Linked DNA regions of Mus musculus: region 2 is linked to region 1. Evidence: chromatin contacts called from public Hi-C data. All regions are on one chromosome and are shown on one strand. The core of a region is the stretch at or near the end of the contact, and the rest is flanking DNA. Distances in the headings are between cores, read along the strand shown. Region 1 has its middle 19 kb from the start of Gm35692. Region 2 has its middle 34 kb from the start of Vegfa.

Evidence for each region. A called contact is a pair of places that touch in the nucleus more often than the background predicts.
Region 2: a Hi-C map of liver shows a contact between it and region 1, with 1.8 times the contacts expected there. The contact joins two enhancer-like sites. A contact is called at or near these places in 1 of 15 datasets of contacts at CTCF or cohesin (large pre-B cells), 14 of 484 Hi-C or Micro-C datasets (the C2C12 cell line, the G1E-ER4 cell line, bone marrow-derived dendritic cells and 6 more), 4 of 115 datasets of contacts at active chromatin or transcription factors (cardiomyocytes, embryonic fibroblasts and embryonic stem cells) and 1 of 9 other capture datasets (embryonic stem cells).

Annotation. Positions count from the first base shown.
Region 1 is chr17:45,845,184-45,851,345 of GRCm38.p6, reverse strand. No RefSeq gene overlaps it. Among named protein-coding and RNA genes, the nearest start is that of Gm35692, 19 kb to the right of the region's middle. Within about 2 kb of position 3,560, at least 15 of the 459 cell types and tissues checked have an H3K27ac peak or open chromatin away from gene starts, as enhancers often do. A contact at or near this core is called in liver, where this site is marked.
Region 2 is chr17:45,995,043-46,001,204 of GRCm38.p6, reverse strand. No RefSeq gene overlaps it. Among named protein-coding and RNA genes, the nearest start is that of Vegfa, 34 kb to the left of the region's middle. Within about 2 kb of position 2,689, at least 23 of the 459 cell types and tissues checked have an H3K27ac peak or open chromatin away from gene starts, as enhancers often do. A contact at or near this core is called in liver, where this site is marked.

The DNA of each region.
Region 1 (6,162 bases), core at 2,311-4,810:
CGCACATGGTTTTCCTAGATCTGTTTTCTGGAAGGAAGTGACAGGTTCCTAGCTTGACTGGACTGTCTCACATATTCTTGCTTCCCATACCTCTCCCCCTGTGGCCTGGACAGACAGCCAGCGCAGCATCCCCACATGGAAGGCCGCTGGGTCTGGCAGACAATCTTGCTGGTCCATGAGTCGCTGTTTGTTTTCTTTAACCCAGCATATAACTGGGCTGTATGAATCAGGACTGCAGTTGGACACTGGGCTGGTCTCCCAGGAAATAAGAGTACTGGGTGGATGAGCTCAGAGGGTGCTGAGCAACGGTAAGAGGGGGCTCCCCACCCAGGGAGGAGAACCCTTGTCCCCTCGTCTGGCTCAGGGAAGCTACTTCGAATCTGCCAGTGGCATAGTTGGGATGGAACCTGACTTGCAGTCTGTGGTTGATAATGGTGACATGCCACCAGCGGCAGTGACTACACTCCAAGACCACATCCCCCCATTACCTGGAGCATGCACTTGCAGTATCAGAGCATGCACTGAGGAGTGCATTGCTAGGGACAATGGTCACCCAGGAACTGGCAGAGAAGGTGAGACCTCAGGGTCCTGCTGCCCTCCCTGGATTTTCTGTGGGTGGCTTTCCAAACTCTCTAGCCTGGTTTCTATGCTAAGGGCATTGAGGACCTGGATCTGTGAGCAATACTCATTCATTTTGTCCGTCAGTCCTTCCCTTCTTCCTTCCTTTCTTCCTTCCTTGGTCCCGCCCTTCCTCCTCTTTGTCCTGACCACTCCCTCATTGACTGACTGTCAAAACATTCACTACACAGATTCTACAGCTCACCCTGGCTTAGGTGGGGAGCAGCCCTACACCTACCCAAGAGCTCTAGAAGATAGGCAGTGCCCTCAGCTGGCAATAGTCTCCACTGGGCAGAGTCTCAGGGCCAAGCCAGGGTGGGTCTAGGTGTCTCCATCTCCAGTCCTGGGAGCTCTGGGCTCAGCTCTTTGCTTACTGCCCATCAGGGAGGTTTTCTGCTCTTTCCCTCTGTCTGTGTTTGGCCTGGGGACAAAGGGCTCGGTGTCCTTCCCTGGGACCTTATCTGCCACTACGTCATTCCTTACCCCCTACTGCTGTCCTGGCTGTCCCTCAAACCATCGGACAGTACAGTCAGCGCAGGGCCTTTGTACACGACATCCTCGCCACTCTGCGTGTTCACTTCCGCGTGCAAGGGTCTCACCCTTTGATGTCCATACTCAAACTGTCCCCTCTCATCGAGGCATCCCCAACCTCCCTATTTAAAACTACATCATTCCCTGTCCCCTTCCTGCCTGTCCCCTGTTCTCTAAATTTTGTTTCCCTGCAACTTTTTTTTTCTTCTTTTCAGAGCTGTGAGTGGAGCCCAGGACATTTGCACATCTCTTCCCATATGCTAAGCAGACGTTCCACTGCACTGTGGTGACCGTGTGGACTGTGTAGTAAGCCTGCCCACATATCCCATATATTGTGCTTGTTTCATTTGATATATGTCCCCCTCCACTCTTGGCATGTCAGTTCTGTGAGATCACAGACTTTTGCCAATCCTCAGTGAACACGTTGACTAGGAAGGGGAATGAGCATTTAGAACCCACTAACATCAGCACCGACACTGAGGAGGACGGCCAGGGGCCAGCACGTCTTAGCAGGAGCTGACCCACAGCCGGAATGTGTGATTACAAGTAATGGTGGTTAGGGATGGGCGAGGGGTCAGTGGGGTTGTGGCCCCTGGTTCAGATCTGTCCCATTCCATTCTGGCTGTAGGGGTGTGTGTGTGTGTGTGTGTGTGTGTGTGTGTGTGTGTGTGTGTGTGTGTGTAAGAGAGAGAGAGAGAGAGAGAGACAGAGACAGAGAGACAGAGAGAGACAGAGAGAGACAGAGACAGAGAGACAGAGAGACAGAGAGACAGAGAGACAGAGAGACAGAGAGACAGAGAGACAGAGAGACAGAGAGACAGAGGAGAATGAAGAGACCCGGGAAGTCTACTCATCTGAGCAATGCGGCTTGAGCCTCCCTACCCGAGCTTCTCAACTTTGGCTTAGGAGAAGCCCTGACCAACACGGAAGGGACACAATGTAGAGAAGGGACTGTACCCCACACAGGCACATGCTATGTGCCAGACAGATTCCACGTGCTGGCTCTTCATCACCGCCCATTTTACAGATGATGGAAATTGAGTCTCAGGTCAGGGCAGTACATTTCACAGACGGTCAAACTGAGGTTTGAGCTGGCTCTCCAGTTTTCCTGCTATAGACATAGAAAGCAAAGTGGAAGAATTTACACCTAGGTCTCTGCCGCCTTGAATTTCTACCTCCTCTAGAGGTGACTGAAAGACCAGCTATGCCTAGCTAGTGAGCCATAGAGCTGGTGTTCTTCAAAGGGGTCTCTGAGGGGATAGTGCTGAGTATCAGGATGTTGTGGGGCAGCTTGGATCCTGTGCAGCTCCAGCCCCGGGGTAAATCCCACACCCATTGGGCATGGCATCCTCAAGGCCTTCTTAGGGGTCAGGGACAGCTCTCCTCAGCTCCCGCTGGCTGGCAGCTCCCTCTGCTGGACCCAGCCCTGAGGAGGAGCTCAGACACTGGGACGCCGCCGCTGCTGTCTGTCTGTCTGCACTTGGAGGCTGACTCTCCTTCCACTATGGGAGTGAGGGAGTCACATGCCGGGCACCTGTCGGGTCTTCAGGTTATCTGTTGAGGAGATCTACACGGAGGATGGATTTGGGGTGATCTGAGCCCCTCCTAGAGAGGTTGAGTACAGAGGGGCTTTGAATGCTGGTGCCCCTCTACCCACTCCAGAGGCAACAGTTATGTCTGCAGATGAGTGCAAGCCAGGCTGGCTCCCCATCAGACTGGAAACTCCCTGTGTCTAAGTTTAAGTGATTCCTTCTTCAGGCCAGGAGCCCCTGAGCTGTAGTCCCGCTCAGCTCCATAGACCAGCAACTGAGCCCCTAGGCTGGCAATCCCACATAACCTCTGGGACAGCCTTGGCCTTGGCCTCCTGGCTCTCACACACCTGTCACTGTCACTTGACACCCCCAAGGCACTGGGAAGCAGGGGTGTGTCCCACCCTGACCTTGGTCGCCCCTGAGGTGATACAGTGGAAAGGACCTGAAGGAGCGGGCCCAGGATGGGACGTGACTGCGCCCCTGAACTTGGGCTGCAGGCTTGATCATAGGGAAAGTGATACCTCAGGGAGGTGGAGTGCCCGGTGACATCAGCGTACGTGACTGTCAGCCCAGTTCTATCTGCCACCACCCCCGCCGCCACCGCAGTGTGCCTGTGGAGTACACTGACCTTCAGAGGCAAGCCCAGAGTGCTATCTGCATGTACCCTTCAAGGACAGGCTTGTCCCCAGGGTGGGGCCCACTCTTTGACTCCCCATCCTCTAAATGAAGACTTTGGGGTCCAAGGAACCCCCTAGCCTCAAGCCCTGTCTTGCCTGGGCTCCTGGATCAGGAGCTAGCCGTGTGCTGGGTGACTCTGCTGCTGGCAGTCCTGCCCCGAGGGGACCGATCGCTCCCTTGGCTCTATTAGACCTTTCTCCTGAGTTCCTGGCAAGCTCCTGGTGATTGGAGGCCAGTGTAGAGGGCACCTGGCACCCCACCCCAGGGCTGCTGACTGAGCTTGCAGGCCTAGATCCCCGAGGGACAGCTAGGACAGGCAAGGCTGGATGACCCAAGGAAGCAAGTTCAACGACTGTGGATAACCATCTCATGCTTCAAAAGTGCCTTCTCAGCCCCCATAGCTGCTAGAGCTCTTTCTTGTGGTCCCTCCGGAGCCCCATCAGAGGGGCACAAAAAGTCAAGCTTAGTAACTATGCTTAGCTTTCGGCCCAGGGAGGACGCGGGAAGCCAGTACCTAGATCTTGTATTTGAACATGATCTTAACCTGTCATTGACTAATCATGAACCCTTGCTAGTGTATACACACTCATATCACTCAACACGATGCAACCTGGGCCTCTGTGGGTATACTCATGTCGTTCAAATGATGCACATGGTAACCAAAACCACCACTAACTGGAGGTCTGTCACTAGTTAGGGAAAAATTAAAGCAGTCAAAACAGCAGGGCACTTAAGAGAGCTATCCAGGAATAAGGAAGACATAGTGAGCCCTGGTAAGCTCCCACACATCCCGGGGGGCACAGTGTGCATTCCTGGGGAAACCAGAAAGAGGCTCTGCTAGACACTCATACCCACTGAGCACACAGGCGATACAGGCCAGGATGTATCGTAATCCACTGGGAGTCTGAACATACTCCCAACCCTCTCACAGATCACCAGGAAGAGAGCATAGGCCTTCTGGGATGGAGGGACTTAAGCACTATATCCAATCAGTTGTTGGCTGATGGGCTAGCTTGGAAGACTCAGAAGAGATTCCTGGGAAGCCAAGCTAAAATACATACATACATACATACATACATACAATAATTCAGAACAGGACATATGAGATGGTTCAACAGGTAAAGGTGCTTGCAGCCGGTGAACCCTGATGACCTGGGTTCAGTCCCTGGGACCCACATGGTAGGACTCTTACAAGTTGTCTTCCTCTGACCTCCACATACATACACAGATTAATCCATTACTTAGTCGATTATTTTTTTAACATTAAAGCAAAGATGCTGAGCAGAGCCACTGGCAGCTTGTCCCTGCAGGGAAAACCGTCTACTGAATAAGCCCGGCAAGCCACCAGGCAGCTGGCTGGGCCACCGACACCCAAACACTCGGTGAAGACAGTCCTGGAAAACTGTGGTCCACAGTGATAAGTCAGAATGCAGAGTTGCTGCGAGTTGCCTACATGTTACCCAGTTTTCAACAAAATCTTCCAAGAAATGCAAACCAGAAGGGGAAATGAGATCCACTCAGAACTATCAACAGAAGCCACATCTGAGGTGCCCATGAATTGATGATGTCGGGAAAGCCACTGTTACAAATGGCTTCTCTTTTGCTTTTTGTCTTGTCTTGTCTTGTCTTGTCTTGTCTTGTCTTGTCTTGCCTTGCCTTGTCTTGTCTTGTCTTGTCTTGCCTTGCCTTGTCTTGTTTTGTGACAGGGTCTTTCTACAGAAGTCTAGGCTAGCTTAGAACTACCTATGTAGCCAGGCTAGCTTCGGACTTAACAATCCTCCCGCCTTAGCTTCCCAAGGCTAGTTACACAGTCGTGTGCCATCTTGTCCACTTATAAATGTCATGAGAAAAAGTATGGGAAGCCATGCATAAAGGATTACAGAGGGTCCGGAGATGACTCAGAAGAAGAGAGAGCTTAGTTCTCAGCACCCACACAACTAACAGCCATGCAAGTGCGGGGATCTGGTGCCCTCTGCTGGCCTCTATGAACACTGCAGACACATGGTACACTTAGACATGCAGGTAAAACACTCATACACATAAACTAAAAATATTTTTTTAAAATTTACTTTTATTTCATGTGCATTGGTGTTTTGCCTACATGTATGTCTGTGTGAGGGTGGCTGGTCTCCTGGAACTGGAGTAGCAGATGGTTGTGAGCTGCCATGTGGGTGCTGGGATTTGCACCCAAGTCCTTCGGAAGATTAATTATTGAGCCATCTCTCCAGTCCCTAAAATACTTTTTAAAGAAAAGAATTAAAGACCCATCCAGGCAGTTGTGGCGCACGCCTTTAATCCCAGCACTTGGGAGGCAGAGGCAGGTGGATTTCTGAGTTCGAGGCCATCCTGGTCTACAGAGTGAGTTCCAGGACAGCCAGGGCTACACAGAGAAACCCTGTCTTGAAAACACCAAGAGAAAAAAAAAAGAATTAAAGACCAAATGCTTACAGCATAAAGAATAACACTAGAGAAACAAAAGCAAGTGGGGAAGGAACGGGTTGATTTCACTCACGGTTCTCTATAACGTTCATCATCCAAAGCAATGAGAGCAGAAACTCAAGCAGGGCAGGAACCTGTAGGCAGGAGCTGATGCAGAGGCCATAGAGGGACGCTGCTTACTGGCTTGCTCCTCATGGCTCTCTCAGCCTGCTTTCTGATAGAACTCAGAACCACCAGCCCAGAGACGGCACCACCCACAATGGGCTGTGTCCTCCCCAGTCAGTCACTAACTAAGAATATGCCCTACAGGCTTGTCTATAGCCTGATCTCATGGAGGCATTTTTCTCAATGGAGGTTCCCTCCT
Region 2 (6,162 bases), core at 1,440-3,939, 150 kb before region 1:
ATTGGCTACATGCTCCGGACAGTGTGCTCCAGGGATTTGTTAGGCTCTAACTCCCTTACCCCAAGGGTATGGTTATAGTCATGCCCAGCTTCTATGTGTGTGTTGGGTTCTGAACTCAGGTTCTCATGCTTTTGAGGCAGGTAGTTTACTCATTGAGTCATCTCTTTAGACCTATAGCTAAAAAAAAAAAAATGGTGTGTGTGTGCGCACATGCACACACACACATGTGTAGAGCTTTCTTATCAAGGGCAGCTTGTCAGAGCTGGTGTCCCTCCAGCACCCATGGCTCTCTGGAACCTGTCAATGGCACCATCGTCTGCATGGTAGTAGAGGATGCAGCTTTCACAGGGAGCACACTCCTCTCACGGGGAGCACTCCTTCCACAGGGAGAACTCTTTTCATGAGGAGCATTTCTTTCATGGGGAGTGTTCCTTTGGTTCTTTCCTCTATAAGAAAAGTCACCTGCATTCCCTGGGTTTTCTCTACTTCAAAAATAATTCCAAAGATGGTTCCTGCCATCCCAGCAATCAGGAGGTGGCGGCAGGAGGATCAGAAGTTCAAGGCCATCCTCAGCTACATAGAAAATTTGAGACAAGTTACATGAGGCATGTTCTCAAATACTCTTGTCTAATAGTTAGATAGCTAATAGGTAGATGAATGGATAGATGATAGATAGATAGATAGATAGATAGATAGATAGACAGATGATAGGTAATAGATGGATGGATAGATAGATGATAGATAATAGATGGATGGGCAGATAAATGATGCATAGATGGGAATGGTGGATGGATAGATGGATAGATAGACGATGGGTGGGTAGATGATAGATAGATCGATAATAGGTGGATAGATAGAAAGATGACAGAAAGATAGATAGATAATGGACGATAGAAAGATATATAATATACAGATGGATAGATAGATAGATGATGGATGGATAGATTATAGATAGAGAGCTGATAGGTGGATTGATGATGAATACATGATATATAGATAGATCAATCAATAGATAGATAGATCAATCAAGACATAGACAGACAGATAGATAGATCTATCAATATATACATAGTTGGATAGATAGATAGATAGATAGATAGATAGATAGATACATACATACATACATACATACATACATACATACATACATACATACATAGGTAGATGCCCTGTTCTTCTCCTGCTACCATCTGTCTGTCTGTCCTGGGTTCTATGGCTTCCATGCTTCCCTCTGGTTTGGCTGGTCTTTGTGCCACCCAGCAGTCATGACAGACTGACAGCATTGGACTTCTTTTAACTTCAGGACAGACCGTCCTTCTCCAAGGATGCCTAGAGAATCTGAACATTGGGTGATTGTCTTTCGAGTTTTGCATTGTTGTTTGAGATGTTCTCTTTACACAGTCCAGACTACCTTTCAGCTTATGATCCCCAAATCAGGCACTGGTGCCACCAAACCTGGTTGGGGTGACTGACAGAAGGACAGTAAATATTTGTTAAACACACAACTAAGTGAACAAATACTCCAAACCTGCCTTTTCCAAACTTCCAGAGATTTGGTTCCTCTCTCACTTAGCACAGAGCCAGCCTTCATCTGTCACACGGCCAGGCCAGCCCACCCTCACCCTTGCCTTCGCCTTGCCCTGCTTGAGGGCCCCTCACTCCCTGCCCATGCGCAGCTCTGCTTCCTGGAACAAATCAGTTTCACATCTATCTGCCTTAGGGACTTTGAACTTGTTATTCTTTTCTTCTGGAACATTCTGCCTCCACACTTTTGCATGGATACCGCCTCTATACTCTTGCTTACTTACTAACGTACGTACTTACGTTTGTATTTATGTATTTATTTGGTATCTTGAGACAGGATTTCTTTGTGTGCTGTCCTGGAACTAGCTCTGTAGGCCAGGCTGGCCTTGAACTCACAGAGATCTGCCTGCCCCCCTGCCTTTGCCCCATCCCCGCCCCTGTCCCTTTAATACCTGTGCTGGGATTGGCACCGTCATCACCATCACCCAGCTTTTCTTTGTTTTGTTTATTGTGTTCTGTTCTTTTTAGAAGGAGTTAAAAGAGACCTTCCTTGTGCATCCTCATCCCCACAGTATGGCACCACCAGGGGCTGGAGAGAGACCTTACCGCTTTTCCAGAAGTCCTGAGTTCTGTTTCCAGCACCCACATCAGGCAGCTTAAAACTGCCTGTAACTCCAGCTCCAGGAGAACCAATGTCTCTTTTAGCTTCTGTGGACACCTGCACACCTCTCTCTCTCTCTCTCTCTCTCTCTCTCTCTCTCTCTCTCTCTCACACACACACACACACACACACACACACACACACACTGAGGTACAGTGGGAAGAGAATAAATCTTCTTTTAAGAATACGACATCACTAAGTTCTCAGTCACTCTCCCTGTGGTATTTATCTCTAGCAAGGCTTGATTTGTCTTTCTTCCTTTGGGATTTCTGGGCGGCAGGAAGCTTGTCTGGGTGATTGTCCTGACTGTTTGTCCCCATGGGGTGGGGCTCAGTAATCATTGATTGATTGAACGAATGAATGAATGCTCCAACTCTGCATCAGAGTTTCTGGAGATTCACAGCGTCTTACATAATCAGGACCTTGGTGACCTTGTTTGCACTCTTAACTCCAAGGCTATTCGGCATGCTCGGCCAATGTAATTAAAGCTCACTTAGCCCTGGTGGCCCCTTCTCTCCCTAGTGAGGCACTGCAGGGATGCACAGTAGGCCAATTGCACACTTCCTGGGATGGAGTCAGGACAGGCCACCTGGCTGCTGTTCTGATTATCTCAGAGACTTTAAGCAAGTCAGCATACCTAACTCCATTTACGGTTCTTGTCAGAAAAGATAAAGAGATGTACAGATGCTCTCTACGATTCTGTTTGACTTTCAAAGACCAGCTCCGGACCCAGCTGTGGGCAGCAGTTGAGAAGGAGGAGAAAGGCTGGGGGTGGGTGGGGGAGGGGCAAGTAGCAAAAAGGACTTTTCCAGGAAGGTTCAGGTCACCTGCTTATTTCTTCTAGAGCCTCGGGGAGAGGGCTCTGGAAGATTCTGGGTAAGGTTAGGTTTGGAAGTTCAGTCTATAATACCCTAGAAGCATAACTGAATGATTGCGACAACTCTCTCTCTCTCTCTCTCTCTCTCTCTCTCTCTCTCTCTCTCTCTCTCTCTGTCTCTCTCTTTCAGCTGTTTGGCCTGGAACACACAGAGCCCTGAGACCGTCTGTGGTCTCATCAGTATACGAATGAACATATTTTTTGGGGATGATGTCTTTAGTTTTCATGGGATCCCTAAGGGATGTGTGTCCCCCAATACTGAAGAGCTCATATGTAGCAGGCTAGGCTGACCCCATAAGAAGAGTAATCAAAGAGATGAGGGTGAGCAGAGACAGGCCCCAGTTCTCCGTGTTTTCATGTCCCTGTGGGTCTTCATCCCTTACAAGGAGGGGGGGTGACCTGCAGGAAGATCTGGCTGCCTTTACGACGTGAATGTTACGGCCATTTGGTAGGCCTGTGCACCTCTGTTCTATGGTGACTCCGCAGGCCGTGATGCCCGTGTGCAGCAGGGAGAGCAGAGGCACACTGTTGGCTGAGGGATCCCAGGCCTTCCCTTTGAAGAGTCCAGCAGGATGACAACCCACCGAGGCTGGCTGCCGCCTCCACTCTTCCTCCCTATGAGGGGTGCCGAGGTGGCTCCTGTCAGTAGGTTGTGCTGACTCTAAAGCAGGCTGTGGGTGCTGAGAGAAACGATGGTGTCCATGTCAGACTCCTCAGCTGCTCACAGACCTGCTGCACTAGGGGCTCTTGGGGTTGCTGGAGTGAGAACTGGGGAAGGGATGGGGGTTGGGGGAGGGAGAGACATTCTCCAAGGGGAAGGCATCCTCTGGGTGGGTAATCCCTGAACAACGGAGTATTTATAGCACTGTCTACGACTGCAGTGCAGGTGTGTGTTCTCCACTGGACTTTGGGCTTTACTGCAGGCCTCAGGCCTGGGAGACTTTTTGGAATGTGCCCCTTGTCTTCTAAGGCCACCTTTGGCCTCACCTGCTGTTTACCTTCCTCTTGGAGTCTCTTTGCCGCCGCCGCCAACCCCCTTCCCCTTTGGCAGACTGAGTGAGTGCCAGGAAATTGTTGGTCAAAGGTGAGGTCACTAAGAGCCTAGAAAAACAACAGGTCACCATTAACCTTGTCTACCTTCCAGGTGTCTTCTGCTTCACGCAAGCTCCTTCCTCCCTCCCTCCGCATCCCCAGCACTTGTTGTTCCGGGAGAAGCGATGCTGGCAGATTTTGGGGTGTGTTTGGGTTGGGGCAGATCCTGTAAGACTGACCATCTTGAGGCATTCCTCATTACTATTTCTGACTGGTGAGATATAGTTTTCAGGTATTATCTCAGATTGCATGGCCACCTGAGCTTAGATGCTGGCTATCCAGTAAAGCCCAAGGGACGCTGAGAGAAAGATGGTGTTCATTTGCCAACATATTCTCAGGGCCTGTCTTTTCATAATGTTTGTTTCACTGGATGGAGGAATGGATGGATCATAGATAGGTGGGTGGTTGGGTGCAAATAAATAAGTAGAGGGGTGGGTGCGTGTTTGTGGATACATACATGAATGGCTCTCTGGGTTAGTGGGATGAGCAGGTGGTGATGGATGGTTGGATGAGTAGGTAGATATGGACAGATGGGTGTTTGGATTGATGGGTGAATAGATAGGTAGGTGAAGATTGGTTGGTTGGTTGGTTGGAAGGGTAAATGAGTTGTGTGAGTGGGTAGATGGGTGGATGTATGCATGGCTGGATGGGTTGGTTGGTGGAAAGACGAAAAGTGAATCTGTTGAGTGGCAGATTGGATGGGTGGTAGATGAATGGATGAATAGATAGATAGAGGGATGGCTGGACTGATGGTTAAATAGGTCAGTAGATGAGCAGATATATGAATGGCTGGGTGTTTGGAAGGATAGATGAATGGTTGGGTAAGTGGTATGATGGATGGATTTGCGGGTAGATTCATGGGTGTTTGAATTGTTGGACAGATAGATGAGTGAGGATAGATGGATTGATGGTTGGTGGGCCGGTAGATGAATGGATAGATGAATGGATGATGGGTAGTTGGACAGATGAAAGGATGAATGGATAGGTGTAGGTAGATGGTTGGATGGAGGGGTAGATGGGTGGCTAGGAAGATGGCCAGAAAGATGGAAGGTTGGGAGGATGAGTAGCTGGGTAGCTGGGCAGACTGGTAGGTAGTTGGATGGGTTGATGATGATGGATGATGGTTAGGTAAATATTTGAGTGAATAAATGGATAGGTGGGAGTGGTATTCTGGGTTCTATGGTTGAGAGCTCTCCTCCTCTGGGAATCCCCTTGAGAAAACGTCTTCCCTACTGTCTACATATCTGCATTCCCATTGTTTTGTTGATATGATCTTGATTTCTTTACTGATCCTCTCAGATGATTTCAGATGGTTGTGTTCAAGCCAGTGAGAGACAGAGTCTTCTAATTCTCCATGTTGCCCACTAATGCTTGCCCTGGTACCTGCACACTGTTGGATGCTTACCAGACTATGGGATCTGGACAAAAGAGGCAGGGGTGGGCTGTGGTCGGTTGTTCTTACAAGATGATTCACTTTTTTGGTGAAAGAGCTTAGCTCCTACCTCTTTGGTCAATCCCACACACCACATCTCAGACCTGGGATTTCTTTCTGTACAGACTTGGTCATCAAAACCAGTTGACAGTCACTTGTGTATTCTCTCCCAAGCTGTTTGCTATGTGCCTCTAATGTATCAGATGCTGTGCTTGATAGAGCTGAAGGTGGAGGTGGTATAAGGAATGTCTCATCTGCCAGAGGTGCACCTAAATTCTGGAGCTTGAGGTCAGGATATCAGAGAAGACTTCCCAGAGAGATAGTGGCCCTGGAACCCTTGCTAAACCCTTATTCGAACTTTTTGTTGAGAGAGCGTAAGTCCATCTCAGTTATCCAAGACCTTCCTGGTCGTCCTTCCATGCCCTTCTCCATCCTGCTCCATGGAGTTGTCAGAACTAAAATACTGGCTGACAGTGACAACCCCTTCCCCTGTAGACAGATGTGTGGGGCTCAGAGCTGAAGCAAGGCACCCACCGAGGCTCTGCTGTGACTCTGGGGATTGGTACCTAGCTTGCA